Regions from separate parts of the Mus musculus genome. Here region 1 is linked to region 2. The links are chromatin contacts, called in public HiChIP or PLAC-seq maps. All regions are on one chromosome and are shown on one strand. Each heading gives the region's core, a stretch centred on a gene start, on an enhancer-like site or on the middle of the called end of the contact. The rest is flanking DNA. Distances are from core to core; before and after follow the strand shown.

Evidence for each region. HiChIP or PLAC-seq counts read pairs in DNA pulled down with a chosen protein or histone mark.
Region 1: an H3K4me3 HiChIP or PLAC-seq map of the 230-238 cell line shows a contact between it and region 2, with 21 read pairs. The contact joins two enhancer-like sites. A contact is called at or near these places in 3 of 39 promoter capture datasets (the C10 cell line, cranial neural crest and trophoblast stem cells), 1 of 484 Hi-C or Micro-C datasets (nephron progenitors) and 1 of 115 datasets of contacts at active chromatin or transcription factors (the 230-238 cell line).

What each region holds. Positions count from the first base shown.
Region 1 is chr16:96,536,107-96,543,016 of GRCm38.p6, reverse strand. No RefSeq gene overlaps it. Among named protein-coding and RNA genes, the nearest start is that of Pcp4, 72 kb to the right of the region's middle. Within about 2 kb of position 1,761, at least 25 of the 459 cell types and tissues checked have an H3K27ac peak or open chromatin away from gene starts, as enhancers often do. A contact at or near this core is called in the 230-238 cell line, where this site is marked.
Region 2 is chr16:96,368,258-96,374,697 of GRCm38.p6, reverse strand. It overlaps Igsf5 (immunoglobulin superfamily, member 5), which reads right to left. Exons shown (of 9, transcript NM_001177887.1): 3 at 1,551-1,868. Among named protein-coding and RNA genes, the nearest start is that of Igsf5, 9.7 kb to the right of the region's middle. Within about 2 kb of position 4,282, at least 81 of the 459 cell types and tissues checked have an H3K27ac peak or open chromatin away from gene starts, as enhancers often do. A contact at or near this core is called in the 230-238 cell line, where this site is marked.

The DNA of each region.
Region 1 (6,910 bases), core at 512-3,011, 170 kb before region 2:
TTTCTCCAGTGAATCAGGTAGACCGTGACACAATAAAGAATACTTCCTAGGATCTTGAGAAGCAAAAGCAAGCATCTCCAAGGATGTGTACCTACTGGCTATCCTATGCACTTTTGGCATGATGCAAAATGGAATGGCTGTCTTAGAAAACAATTTGGCTTTTTATAATTTTCCATTAGTTGAGGAGACACACTGCAGTCTCTCCACAGTAAGAATGCTACTTTACCACAGGAAGGAATGAAATGCTGATAATTAAAGCAATATGGATTGCAAAAACATGGTTCCATTTGAGAAGATAAACATGAATGTCCAAATGTCACATGATTCCATTAGAACAAAATTCCAAAAAGGCAGGACTGTAGTGAGAGACTAAGTAGAACAGTCATTTACTAAGGCTTTATTTTGGCTGAACAGGAAGAAATTCTTTTTGTTGTTGTTGTTGTTGTTTTTGGGTTTTTTTTGTTTTTTGTTTTTTGTTTTTTTTTTGAGACAGGGTTTCTCTGTATAGCCCTGGCTGTCCTGAAACTCACTATGTAGACCAGGCTGGCCTCGAACTCAGAAATCCGCCTGCCTCTGCCTCCCGAGTGCTGAGATTAAAGGCATGCGCCATTTAAGGGCATAGAATAGAACCATCTATAGCTTGGTTGTAGAGGTCATTGCACAAAAAAAATATACTTACCAAAATAATACAATGATATTCATTTATTTCTTTAGACAGGGCCTCACTCTATAGCTCTGGTTGATTTGGAACTCACAGATATCTGCCTCCTGGTACTTCCCAAGTACTGAGATTAAAAGTAGGTATCACCACACTTGACCAAGATATGTATGTTTTTAAATGAGTGAAAATATCTTCAACATATTATGCATCAATAAAGCTGGGAGGAAAAAAGGATGTAGTTTTTCAGTGTTCATGGGCTACGATTTTATACCTACCCAAATTATCATTTCCTTATGATAATTAACCCAAATAATTTTCAAACATGCAAACATTCAATACTCTCTAGATAGCTTTTCCTAGTAGGATCTCAAAGGTGAATTCCATCAACATGAGGAAATTAACCAAGAAAAGGAAACATCTGTTCACACAAAGACAGAAACTCTAACAGGAAGAAATATCAAGTAACCGTCTTAGGGGTAAAAAACAAAAAAAGAAAAGAAAAGAAAAGAAAATACACTACATGATGAAAGATATACTACATTTGTTTTGGAACAGGAAGAGGAGGGAATAACCCAGAAAATTAAAAATCATAAATATGCCTTGAAAGAAATCTAGCACTCAAATAATAGTAAGTTCATGGAAAGTATATGTATCCAGTAAAAGAAATGTTAGAAAATTCTTACCACTAGAGTAAAAAAAAAAATGTTTGCATTGAACGAATCATCTTTGGATTATATTAAAGTTGGCACAATAATGAAAAGAAGCAAGACATATGTTTTACTGAGAGAACGGGGTAAAGGGAAGATGGGCAGAGGAGATCACCATGTAAGGCATCATACAGTACCCAAAGCTGAAATTGTTAGGGCAAGTCACATAAGCGTATCTGAGAGAGAGATGCTCAAAGAAACTGTTGAGAGATGTTGTTTTGGGGAAATGGAGCTTGAAAAGGGATGGTTGAAAAGGCAGAGTGCGGATTTATTTGTTGTAAATCCTATTGAATAATGTGACCTTTAAAATTAGCAACAAAACCCAGCAGTGCATCAAGAGGGGAAGTGAATCTGTTCTCTGGTAAAATTAGACTCAGTTAGAAGAGGGTGCTCAAAAATGAGGGAGGAAATGGGGCAGTCGGGAGGGGGAGGGGTGAATACAGAGCAGGGACATGTGGGTTAGGACATGGTAATGAGGTAGGCCAGTAAATGGCATCACTGCAGAGTCAGGAAGGGGATTAATGGAATCCTAAGTAGGATGGGCTGGAACTCAGTAAGTACTCAGATCCTCAAACTGTGAGAACCCATCTTCATCAATGCTCTTTTATTCTGCAGGTCGGGTCTTCAAGCACCAATTTAGTGTCTCAAGCAGAATGTTCTCTTTGTGCTATTCGAACTAATGTTCTTGATGGAGTGAAAGCCATAATAACACATGATTACAGAGACAGTCATTAAAGCCATACATGTGGTCACACTTTGCTAGACTGTGGCTTTGTCTCTTCTTGGTTTTGTTTACTCTGGACATTTACTTAAAATTAGCCTCCCCACCATTCCACCCATGGTACTCGGGCTGACCAGAGCCCATCTTGGATACTCTGATGAATACCTGAAAGAAGGATTCCCTGACAATTGGTAAAACAGAAATGTCTAGTGCTTGTGCATGGACAAATGACTTCAGGTGGTGACAACTGCTGCTGCAGCAGATAACCCCCAGTGTATCTCAGGGATGCTCTACAGGAGTGAAGTTCTGTACTAGGCTTGCTTGAGCACAGCTGCCCTTCTTTGTGATCATTGGAAGCTCAGATTTCTTTCAGCTTGGGATTCTGTCCATGCCTTGGTCTCTTCACAACACTACAGAGTTTGTTTGTTTGTTTGTTTGGTTGGTTGTTCTGTTTTGTTTTGTTTTGTTTTGTTTCTCCAGTGAGATCCTCAAATGTGTCTCACACAGCACCTACCCTGTGGTTGCATTGGCCAGCTCTCACTCTCCTACCTTTATCTTGCTGTCAGGAAGGTGAGGTGGCTGTCTCCAAATTGAGGAGAGCACAGGCTGGTGAACTGTTGGCCAGTTCTATACCATGGGCCATCTGTAATTTGATCTGACTTAACTTTCAGGCTTGGATTCACCCACCTTCCCTCAGGCTCCCAAGATGCTTTCTGGACAGGAAGACCAATCCCTAAGACAACTTTTCCCTTTCTTAGAATTGACCCTGACTGCAATGCCCCATTTCCCATATTTCAAGAGTTCAAACTCTTTATCAAATATTACCTTCATCAGAATTGATCTCTCTGCTTTCTATCCTTCATCTATGTGTCTACCTACCTATCATCTATCTCTCAAAGAAGTTCCATTTCTTCCTTGCCTATGGACATGCCCATCACATCCAGTAGAGAGAAAACTCTGCAGGTGGTCCTATCTTAACATAGTGGATGCTAAAGCCTCTCAGAAGAACATCTGTACCTGTGCCATTCGCTGCGTCTATGAACTCAGCACAACGACTCATTTGGAAGGGGCAAACACAACCGGCACCAAGTTCACATTCTCAGGTGCCCGTGGAGCACCATGGACTGACTACAGCTATGCAGTGAAGGAAGCTGGTTTCTCTTAAAGGAGTGGGGTGAGTTGATAGGGATCTGGGACAGACAGGATTCCCCCCTTACTGGACAGCCATCAACAGCACGGTGCGGACCATCTTACCTCAGCACCAAGCCAGAGGTCTCTGTTTCTTTCCCACTCCTCACTACGATGTTCCTGCTTCCCTCCCCAGCCTCTCTCTCCCTGCCCTTAACTCTTCCTTCTTCCATTCCTCCAGTCTCACCCTCCTCTTAGTCATTGTTTCTTTAAAAGAAAATTACTGTTTTGTCAACCATGTGTACAATAAAGATATGAATCAATAAACAGCAGCAAAGTACAAAATTAACAAGCTTGGTATTTTTCTCTTCGGTCTTTTGCAAGGCAGCAGAAAATTTTCCAGAACAGAAGAGGCAGCTGGGGGAGGGAAATTAACCCCAGTCCCTTCCTCCCCACACACTGTGAAGCCAAGGTTTCTTGTTACAAATGCACTGTGTGGTTCTGTTTGGACAAGGTAGTTTGGATCCTCTTCAAACAAGCTGCCAATTGATGTCTTACTGCTGGATGGGGCTTGTGCGAGGGCGCTGAGATGCAGTTCTGAAGCAGCCAAGATGGAAATGAGTTTGCAGTCTCCTCGCCCTCAAAAGTCAATAGCTGGGTTTAAGCTGGCCACCCTGCCAGCTCCTCTCCTCTGGCAGACATTATTATCAACATTTATTTCCATCAACTTAAGGTATCTGCACCATCACTCCTGCAGGTCTATGTCACCATTTTTGAATAAGAAGAACTATGGATGTGCCCTTGGTCTCAAGGTCATAAAGAAGAAGGGACAGGGGAGAGATTTTCCATGGTGAAAGAAAGAATATTCTAGAAGTAAGGCAGCATTCAGCAAGCTCTTGGCTGCAGCCAGCTCAGCCCCAAGATGAGAAAAGGAAGGTTTGAATTAGGCTGAGGAATTGTGGGGAAGATGACAGGTGTGTCTTCTAAGGACAAATGGCCAGGAGTTGATGCAGTAAGGGGAACTTGTGAGAGATGGGGAGCAGAGAATGAGGCTTGTCTTGTCTTGAAGCCAACAGAGGCTTCCTGGAAGGTAGGGAGCAAATTCTTTCAGAATACAAGCCCTGCTACCTTCTCACTGAAGACCTCCAGCCTACACAAGTGTCACGATAGCCTCTGGCTGGGGAGATGGCAGAGATAGTTGCACATGCATGAGGAGCAGAGATGATCCCCAGAACACACGTAAAGGCCCAGATGCAATGGCATGGACTTATAAGCCCAGCCCTGGGGCGCGGGGTAGACCTCCTAGACTCCCTGGCCAGCTTGACCACCCTGATTCCTGAGATTCTTGAGTCCCAGTGAAGGACTATCTCAAACATAGAGACTAAGACATCTGATGTCTATCTCTGACCTCTACACACTCATGTACATGTGCATGCTTGCCTGTACCCACATGCTCCCCTACACACTCACCCCTGCACAGATGAACATGCACACACACACACACACACACACACACACACACATTCTCTACTGTTTCAGCCACCCGTGGATGGCCATGTACACACAGACTCTTACCTCTGTAAACAGCCTGCTCCCGTGAAGACAAGGATCAATTCCGCACTTGCAAATGCCTTGGGAAATTTGCCCCATGACTTTGAGCCCTTGATTATTTTTCTGAAAGTCAATAACTAAATGTGTCTGCCTACTTCCCATAAGGATGAAAACTGGACAGTTTTGAAAAGCCAGAAACAGGAAATCAGATCAACTGGGAATCAGTGCTCTCGAGTTCCTGATCTTGGAGCAAAACTGTCCATGCCTTCTCTGAGGTGTACAGGGAGACTGTTTTCCTCTGCTTCCTCCCAGCTGGGGCAGAAATCAGATGATATTATCTGGGCTTAAGGTGAGCCTTAAATGCAAATGGCAGATGTCATCGTAAGAGAGAAAAAGTGAAAGCAAGGAGACTGGTACAGGCATGATACTGCATGTGAACATGGAAGCAGCGAAGAAATCTGTATATACCCACATGCTGGGCAGTGCCAAGACCGGCTGGCCCGCAGACGGAGTCAGGAGAGAGGCAAGCAAGGCATCCTCCCCTGGAATTTGCAGGTTATCAACTCTGCCAACCTCTTAGAGAAGACGTTTGGACTCCAGAACTATCTGTTCCAGCTACCCGACGCATGGCATTGTGTGCTGATGGCTCTTGGTTAATCACCATGTGATTATCCGAGCTCTTTCTCTACAAAGCCTGTACCCAAAAGATGTAGAGTCCTGGGGGATGGAGCCTGACTGCCTGAGACAGGCTTTGGGTAACATGAGAGCTGTTCCTCCTTCAGCATGATAGGAGTGAGATACACACTTCCTGTGTGTTAACCCACTGAGGTGCAGTAACACCTCACACCAATGCCCCCAAGCAACACAACTGTGACACCAGGGGATCTCCAGGAATGTGAGGTGACAGAATAACAGGAAAGGTGAGCAGTACTCAGCCTAGATCCTCACATTCTGGAATGTATCATGTTCTGGCCTTTTTTTTTTTTTTAGTAAATGTGAGTTCAGAAAACCATGATTCATATACATCTTTTAGTCCCACGGTACCCTTACTGACTGCAGGGACTGGATTACTGGTAACTCAGAGACTAAGGAGAATTTCTATTGTCAGGCATGGTGGTAGAGTCTGTGAAACTCTATGATAGACATTGAGAAGAAATAAAGTCCTGGGGAAAAAGAAACGATGAGGCACAACCCAGGCACTTGTCTAGACCAAGCCCTCTCTTTATAGCAACATAAGAGGATGTCTTTCCTAGTTGGCTTTCTGTTACTGTGGTAAACACCATGACCATAGCAACTTACGCTTGTAGTCACAATCCATCTTAGAGTGAAGTCAGACAGGAATGCAAGGCAGGAACCTGGAGAGAAAACTATGGAGGAACGGGGCTTACCGTTCACTTGCTGGCTTCTTACAGCTCACTTCCTTACACAGCCCTGGACCACATGACTATGGCCTCATGCTGCCCACAACAGGGTGGGTCTTTCCACATCAATTAGAATCAAGAAAATGCCTATAGACATGCTTTTGGGCCAATCTGATACAGAAGGATCTTCAACTGTGGTTCCCCACACTGAACAGATTTCAAAGATTAACTAGATTTCCAGGATCTCAGAAAGCTGCAAGAGCTGGGTGGCAGCTCAGGGACCTTTGAGCAGTAATGTGGGGGTATAAAGGTCTTTCTAGTAAATTTGTACTCAGGATAACATGAGTCTCACACATTCTCTAGTCCCAGATTAGCCCTAAAGTCTTCTGAAATTATTCTGGGTCCAGGAGCTAATATGAATTCCTATCACAAAACACAGTAGTAAAGTAAGTCAGGGTAGTGTGGGTAAAAGGCTTAAGGTTAAATTTTCCTGAAGGCTGAGAACCTTGAAGGGGGCAAGAATAACTACCTACACATACACACACACACAGAGACAAAGACAGACAGAGACAAAGACAGACAGAGACATACAGACAGATGAAGGGAGGAGGGTACTGAAAATAGTTTGAGGGCAGAGGTAGCAGAATCTTCAATAAAAATAAATAACTAAAACCAGATAAATGTAGTCCTAGAAGAAGCAGAGACAACTTGGGGCAAGACAGAATGCCCCTGTGTGCAGAGAAATGTCCTCCCCAGAGAGCAGAGTCTACCAGGAAAGAAA
Region 2 (6,440 bases), core at 3,033-5,532:
TCTCACTGGCTGACAACTGATAAAGGGAATCTAGAACTCATGTCTTTGATTCTGTCCCCTGTGTTCTTTCCATGATAACTGAATTATTATCAGAGAACCTGGGCATGCAAACTAGGCTAAGATTTTTAAGTAACCCCATAAAAATCACAACTTAAAAAATAGTAATTAATTACAAATTAATTACACCACACAAAAAATAAAGATACCCCAAAGTAAAGAACCACCAACTTAATTCAATTTCTAAAGTAAAAAAAAAAAAAAAATCATTTTAAATACACATACAAGTAAATAGACAAGCTTTTCTACCAATATTATTACATTTAATTTGACAGAATCTGGGATTTCACTGGAGTGAGGAAATAAGTGGATATAAGAAATAATCTTAAAGACATAGCATGTTCCCATGAGACTTGCTGTCATAGAAATCAAAACTCTAGAGAGCTGGGAACAAAGTCCCTGGATAGAGACCATAAGGATCTGGGTTAGGACCCACTGGTCACAGCCTCTGTCAATAACATCAGTTCACTTTCAAAGAGTATCAAGGGGTCTTGATTTGGGTACAACTATCTTAAGCCTCATAAAACACATCCTGTTTGCCTCTATTATTGTGTAATGATCTTCTAGAGATCAAATTATTTTTACAAATGAAAATAAGCGACAGTAGTATAGCCTAGTGGTCTACCCTTCTCTCTCAAATACATGACATATTTGGAGAACACACACCTTTGACTGTGCTATGGTCACTGGGGCAAAAACAGATCAGAGAAATTCAAGGAGAGAAGATAGTTAAAGCATGCTTCCACATCGATGATGTATATTATGAAGTATAAGCCGGTTGTGCGAAAACCTAGAGAAGGGGCTGTGACCGACAACTGTCAAAATCAGAGTAGGGGGGAAGGGCTGTGCAAGTCCATGGAACACTCCAGGAGAACGTTCCAGAAGGGCAATTAGACACCAGAACAGATTAGATGGGGAAGTGATAAGCCCATCTCAAAGGGGAGAAGGGAAGGAAGGAAAGGGTTAAACAATAAGTCTAACAGGAAAGGAGGGAGGGAGGGAGGGAGAGAGGGAGGGAGGGAGGAAGGGAGAGAGGAAGGGAGGGAGGGAAACACAGAAGACAGAATAAAGGAAGAAAGGGAGGGAGGGGGACAGAAGAAAGAGGGAGGAGAAAAGAAAGGAAGAGAGGGAGGAAGAAAGGGAGAGAGGAAGACATAAACAAAGCCAGCATTAGCTCAGAATACTCAGAATAATGGAATCCACACTGTGAGAAGGAAGGATGCTGATATGGAGAACATCCCTGGGCAAGAGCCATACAGTGACCTGCAGCCAACCACCAGTACCTCATGATCACCCAGAATGCACAGCCCGGCAGAGCTTCCATGTTCACAAACTGAGAGAAGGAACCCAGTTGGCAACACAGTAACAAATACACACAAAGCAGTCTTCAGTTCGGAATTACAATTAGCACCACCAAATCTAAAGGTGGGCCCCAAGTATCACCGCACAGCTGTGAGCCTCAGAAGGCCCTTGCAACCCTCCAGTTGACTCACCTTGCACTGAGAGGAAGGCAGATCCAAACCCATGGCTGTTCTGCAGGCTGCATTGCACGGATCCCGAGTCACTGGGCTGCACATCATGGATGATCAACTCCGAGATGAAGCTGTCAGTGCTGTTGTAACTGGCATAGGTGAAGCGGTTGTTGGTGATGATGGGTCCTTGGGTGGTGAGACTCAGCACCACCATTTGGTTAAGAGTCCACATGAGAAGCTTCCAGCCGTGAGTCACGGTGCAGTTGAAGTGAGCCTCTGAGTCCTTTAGGACTGTTACATTCTGAGGACCTTCTATGATCTGATAACTGGATCCGGAAGCTAGAAGGCAATCAGTGTTTCAAGGCAATAAATGAATTAGCTGACACAAATCAACGATGTCATTTAACCCTCTGTTTGCCAGCTGCCGTTCTCTGAGTGATTGATTGTCTGAAAGGCTCAGCCTCTCTGCCTCACTGCTCCTGAGGCCAGCGACCAGGACTTCTGGTAGACACATGGCCAACGCAAGCCTTCCCCCCATTTCCCCCTAGATGTGCAGAAACAACTTGAACACCATTCTCTAGAGGCTCACAGTCACCCAAACCACAGGATGTGGTATTTAAAAGTAGAGTTTTTGCAGATAAACTCTGGCAAGGATACTAATATGAAGTCATCCTGGACGTAGACTTGACCTCAAGACCAATCCCAGATGCCTCTATAAGACAAAGGCAGGGGAGCGGAGAAGTCTAGATTCTCCTTCATGGCCTTCAATGCCAACCAGTCCTGTCCACAGGACACACAAGACTTACAATCACATCAGTAGAATTGGGACACAAGTTCAGACCTTGCCACCCTGAATACAGACTCTTCCCCAAATCTTGTCACTTAGAAGTCCCACTGAAACAACATATGCCCTGGTTTCTTCTGGATCCCGTTATCAGATCATAGACGGCCCTAAGAATATAACAGTCCTACAGGGCTCAGAGGCTCACCTCAACTGCACTGTGACTCATGGCCTGACTGACTAACCCACCAGTCAGGATACTCTCATTACCTTCTGGTGTTATGTGATTCCTAAGGGTCAACATGCTAGCCCTCCGTGTATACTGGAGAGCTCCAAATAACACCAGCTTTCCCCTTCTCACCAGGAAAGACAAAATGTGAGGCAGTCCCTAAAGGAACTTAGTTGAGCCCTGAACATTCCCGGGCAAGTGAATTCCCAGACGGTGACCTTCAGCCAAACATCAGCACCTCATGATCACTCAGAATGAACAAACTGCAGGCAGAGCTTCCTTCTCTATAATGGAAAGAAGGGTTACACACACACCAGGACCACTGGAGAGAGGGGTGCTGGGAAGACAAGGCCCGCAGACCCAGCTGGCTTAAAAGAAGCAGAGCTAGAAGAAGCCACCTCAAATAATTCAGTGGCTGAGTGCACACCACCCAGGGAAAGGAAAAAAAAAAAAGGCAGAAAGAAAGCGGGTTCCTAACACCCACTGCAGTGTGGATCTTCTCTGTAGCCACCTGGCCAAGGCTCACTGATCCGCACCCATCTTGACCTTCCGCTAAAAAACATATAAAAGTTCTCAAGAAAGAAAGGGGGAAAAAAAACTGGAAATGACTCTGTCTTTACTTTCTAATGCCCTGATGAAACACTAACCAAAAGCAACTTGGAGCGGGAAGGGTTTATTCCAAATTGCACATCCCAGGTTACAGTTCATTAAAGGAAGCCAGGGCAGGACCCTGGGGGCCAGAACTGATGCAGAGGCCATGGAAGGACACTGTTGATTGACTGGCTCCCCATGGCTTGCTCAACCTGCTTTCTTATACCAAATAGGACCACCTGCCCAAAGGCTGCACCGGCCACAGTAAACTGCATCTTCCCGTGTTAATCATTAATCAAGACAATGAATGCCCTACAGACTTGCCTATGGGCCAATCAGTCAGGGGAGGCATTTTTTCAATTAAGGTTCCCACTTCCAAGATGACTCTAGCTAGTGTCAAGTACACAAAACTCAATCAGGTCAAACACCAAGGAAACTACAGACACTGGGTCAACTCTAGCCACAAGCCTGGAGTCGCACTGAGGAAAACAGACTACAGGAAAAAGGAAAGTCCAGATTCTTCTATACACACTGCACCCAGTATGGAATTAGTGGCAACCACATAGAGCCTGCAAAGCTGACAGAATGGGGTGGACATGAGCCACATAGCCTGCAAGTTTGGAAGGTAGTGTGAGTGTGTGCACCTCATTTCACTCCAAAGACAATCTGCAAAGATGACACCCATGCATGCCCCCAGGGACTGAGGAGCCACAGGACACCCACAGGCCATGTTGACCCAGCCTTACCCTGCAGGTGGACGGGTGGGAATAAAGCCAGAAGGAGCCTAGGCCATGGGGAAATCCTTTCGATGCTACCTGTTTTCACTGCTGTTGTTTTTTACATTTTGGGTTTGGTTTGTTTTGAGACCGGATCTCACGTCTCCAAAGCTGGCCTTCCATTTTCAACATAGCCTAGGATGACCTTGAACTTCTGACCCTGCAGCTCCTGAGTGCCAGGATTACAAGCATGAGCCACCATGTCTGAGTATATGATGCTGAGAAATAAACCCGGGGCCTTGTGCATGCTGGGAAAGCTCTTTACCACCTGACCTTCAATGAAACAGGTGACAACAAGCCTTAAGTGCCATTCTTGTGAGCACAGCCCCTCTCTGGATCTACCAACTGCCCTCAGCTGCACCAGTGACAAGGGACATGTGGTCATAGCACTTCCTCCTTCTCTGTGACTCATCTGTGTTGAGGCCCTGTGTGACCTCACCCCACACAAACCAAACACTAGAAAACACTTGCAGATAAGACCTCCATGCAGCCACGTACCTCATCTCTTACCTCCCTCTCCTCTCCTCTCTCTTTTCCTGGAGAACAAAGCTACACAACAGAACAGAGAAAATCAGGGTCTGTCCTACAAGTCCCTCAAGAAACCTGTGCTGTCTGTACGATCCCTTGAGTAGTTTCCTTTCCTAGAAGGTTTGGGGCATCCACACCTTTCAGCTGACAGAGCTGGGCTTCTCCCTTGATCCTCAGAGTGTCTGTAACTGCAACTGCTTGCCCCTCACATCTTCCCACTCCCCATTCTGACATTAATGTCATTTAAACCACTCTTGTGGGATCAAGGGGTCAGCCAACCTCTGTACCTCTTGCTGATCCTCCAAAATGATTATTGAGCTGAGACTGTGGCTCAGTCAGAAAAATTTCTTGCTATACAAACATGAGGATTTGAGTCTGACCCCTGCTTCCCCAGAACTCACATAGAAAAGCTGGGTTTTGTGGTACACATTTGTAATTCCAGCATAGAGGCTTACTGGTGAGACAGCCTAGCCAAAGTGGCAAGTTCCAAGGAAAAGTGAGATATTCTATCTCTCGAAAATTAGGTGACTAACATCCTCAAGAATGACCCCAGTGTGACCTCTGACCTCCATATGCATGTGTGCACATGCGCGCGCACACACAAACACACAAAACAATCTCCTTGACATAAGAAACTTCACGGTCCTACACCAATCACCTCTCCATTTTCCTAGTCCAGTGTGGCTTCATACTCCATCCGGACATCACTGCTACATCTGCAGACCCCACACTTTCTTCCTCTGTGATGGTTTGTATAACCGTGGATCAGGGAGTGGCACCATCTGAAGGTGTGTCCTTGTTGGAATAGGTGTGACCTGGTTGGAATGGGTGTGTCACTGTGGGTGTGGGTATAAGATCCTCACCCTAGTTGCCTGGAAGTCAGTCTTCCACTAGCAGCCTTTGGATGAAGACATAGAACTCTCAGCTCTGCCTGAGCCTTGCCTGCCTGGATACTGCCATGCTCCCACCTTGATGATAATGGACTGAACCTCTGAACCTGTAAGCCAGCCCCAATTAAACGTTGCTTTTTATAAGACTTGCCTTGGTCATTTTGTCTGTTCATAGCAGTAAAACCCTAACTAAGACAGAAGTTGGTACTGGGAGTGGGGTATTGCTGTGATAGGCCTGACCATGCTTTTATTTGAAAGAATGTGGATTTGGGGACTTTGTATCTGGAAAGCAATGGAATGCTTTAAATGGGGCTTAATGGGTCATTCTAGTAGGAATATGGAAGACTTAGCTGCTGGCAGTAATTTGAACTGTGTTGACCTGGCCAAGAGATTTCAAAGGAGAAGAATTTCAGAATGTGGCATAAAGACTGTTTTTGTGGTATTTTGGTGAAGAAAGTGGCTACTTTTTGCCCTTGTCTGAAAAGTCTGCCTGAGGCTAAGGTGAAGAGACTTGGATTAATTGCATTAATTGCATTGACAAAAGAAGTTTCAAAAAAGCCCAGCAGAGACTTTGTTCTCTGGTTAAGTCTTATGAAGAGAAGTTTGAACAAGCATAGCAAGCTTAGAAAGGCAAAATATAAAATATATGTTTCGAGTATTAAAGACAAACCAGGAAGTGAAATGGAGCAAAATCCTGTGTTCTAGGAAATAACAGATTAAGGGAGAGGGACCTTGGGGCAAGACCCTACCCAGCTGAATTTAGAACCAGGCATGGTGGTACACACCTTTAATCCCATGAGACAGGCATGCTGATCTCTGCATTCAAGGTCAATCTACAGAGCAAGAACCAGGATAGCCAAGCTTAGGCAGTGAAGGATTTAGAAAACATAGAGCTAGTGATATGTAATAGTACAAGGGGATCATGTTCTAGTTCCTGTAAGCAGCAGAACTCGGCAGCTTCAGCCATGTGGCTCTGGCTCCAGAGCTAAGAATGGAAGGAACTACTGGGAATATTGATGTGGGTTAGCTGGAGCTAAGGAATTAGCAGTGATTAAGAAGAGACCAGCATCACTGAAGTGAAATCTTCTGGAAAGTGTTTTCTGGGAGCACAAAGAA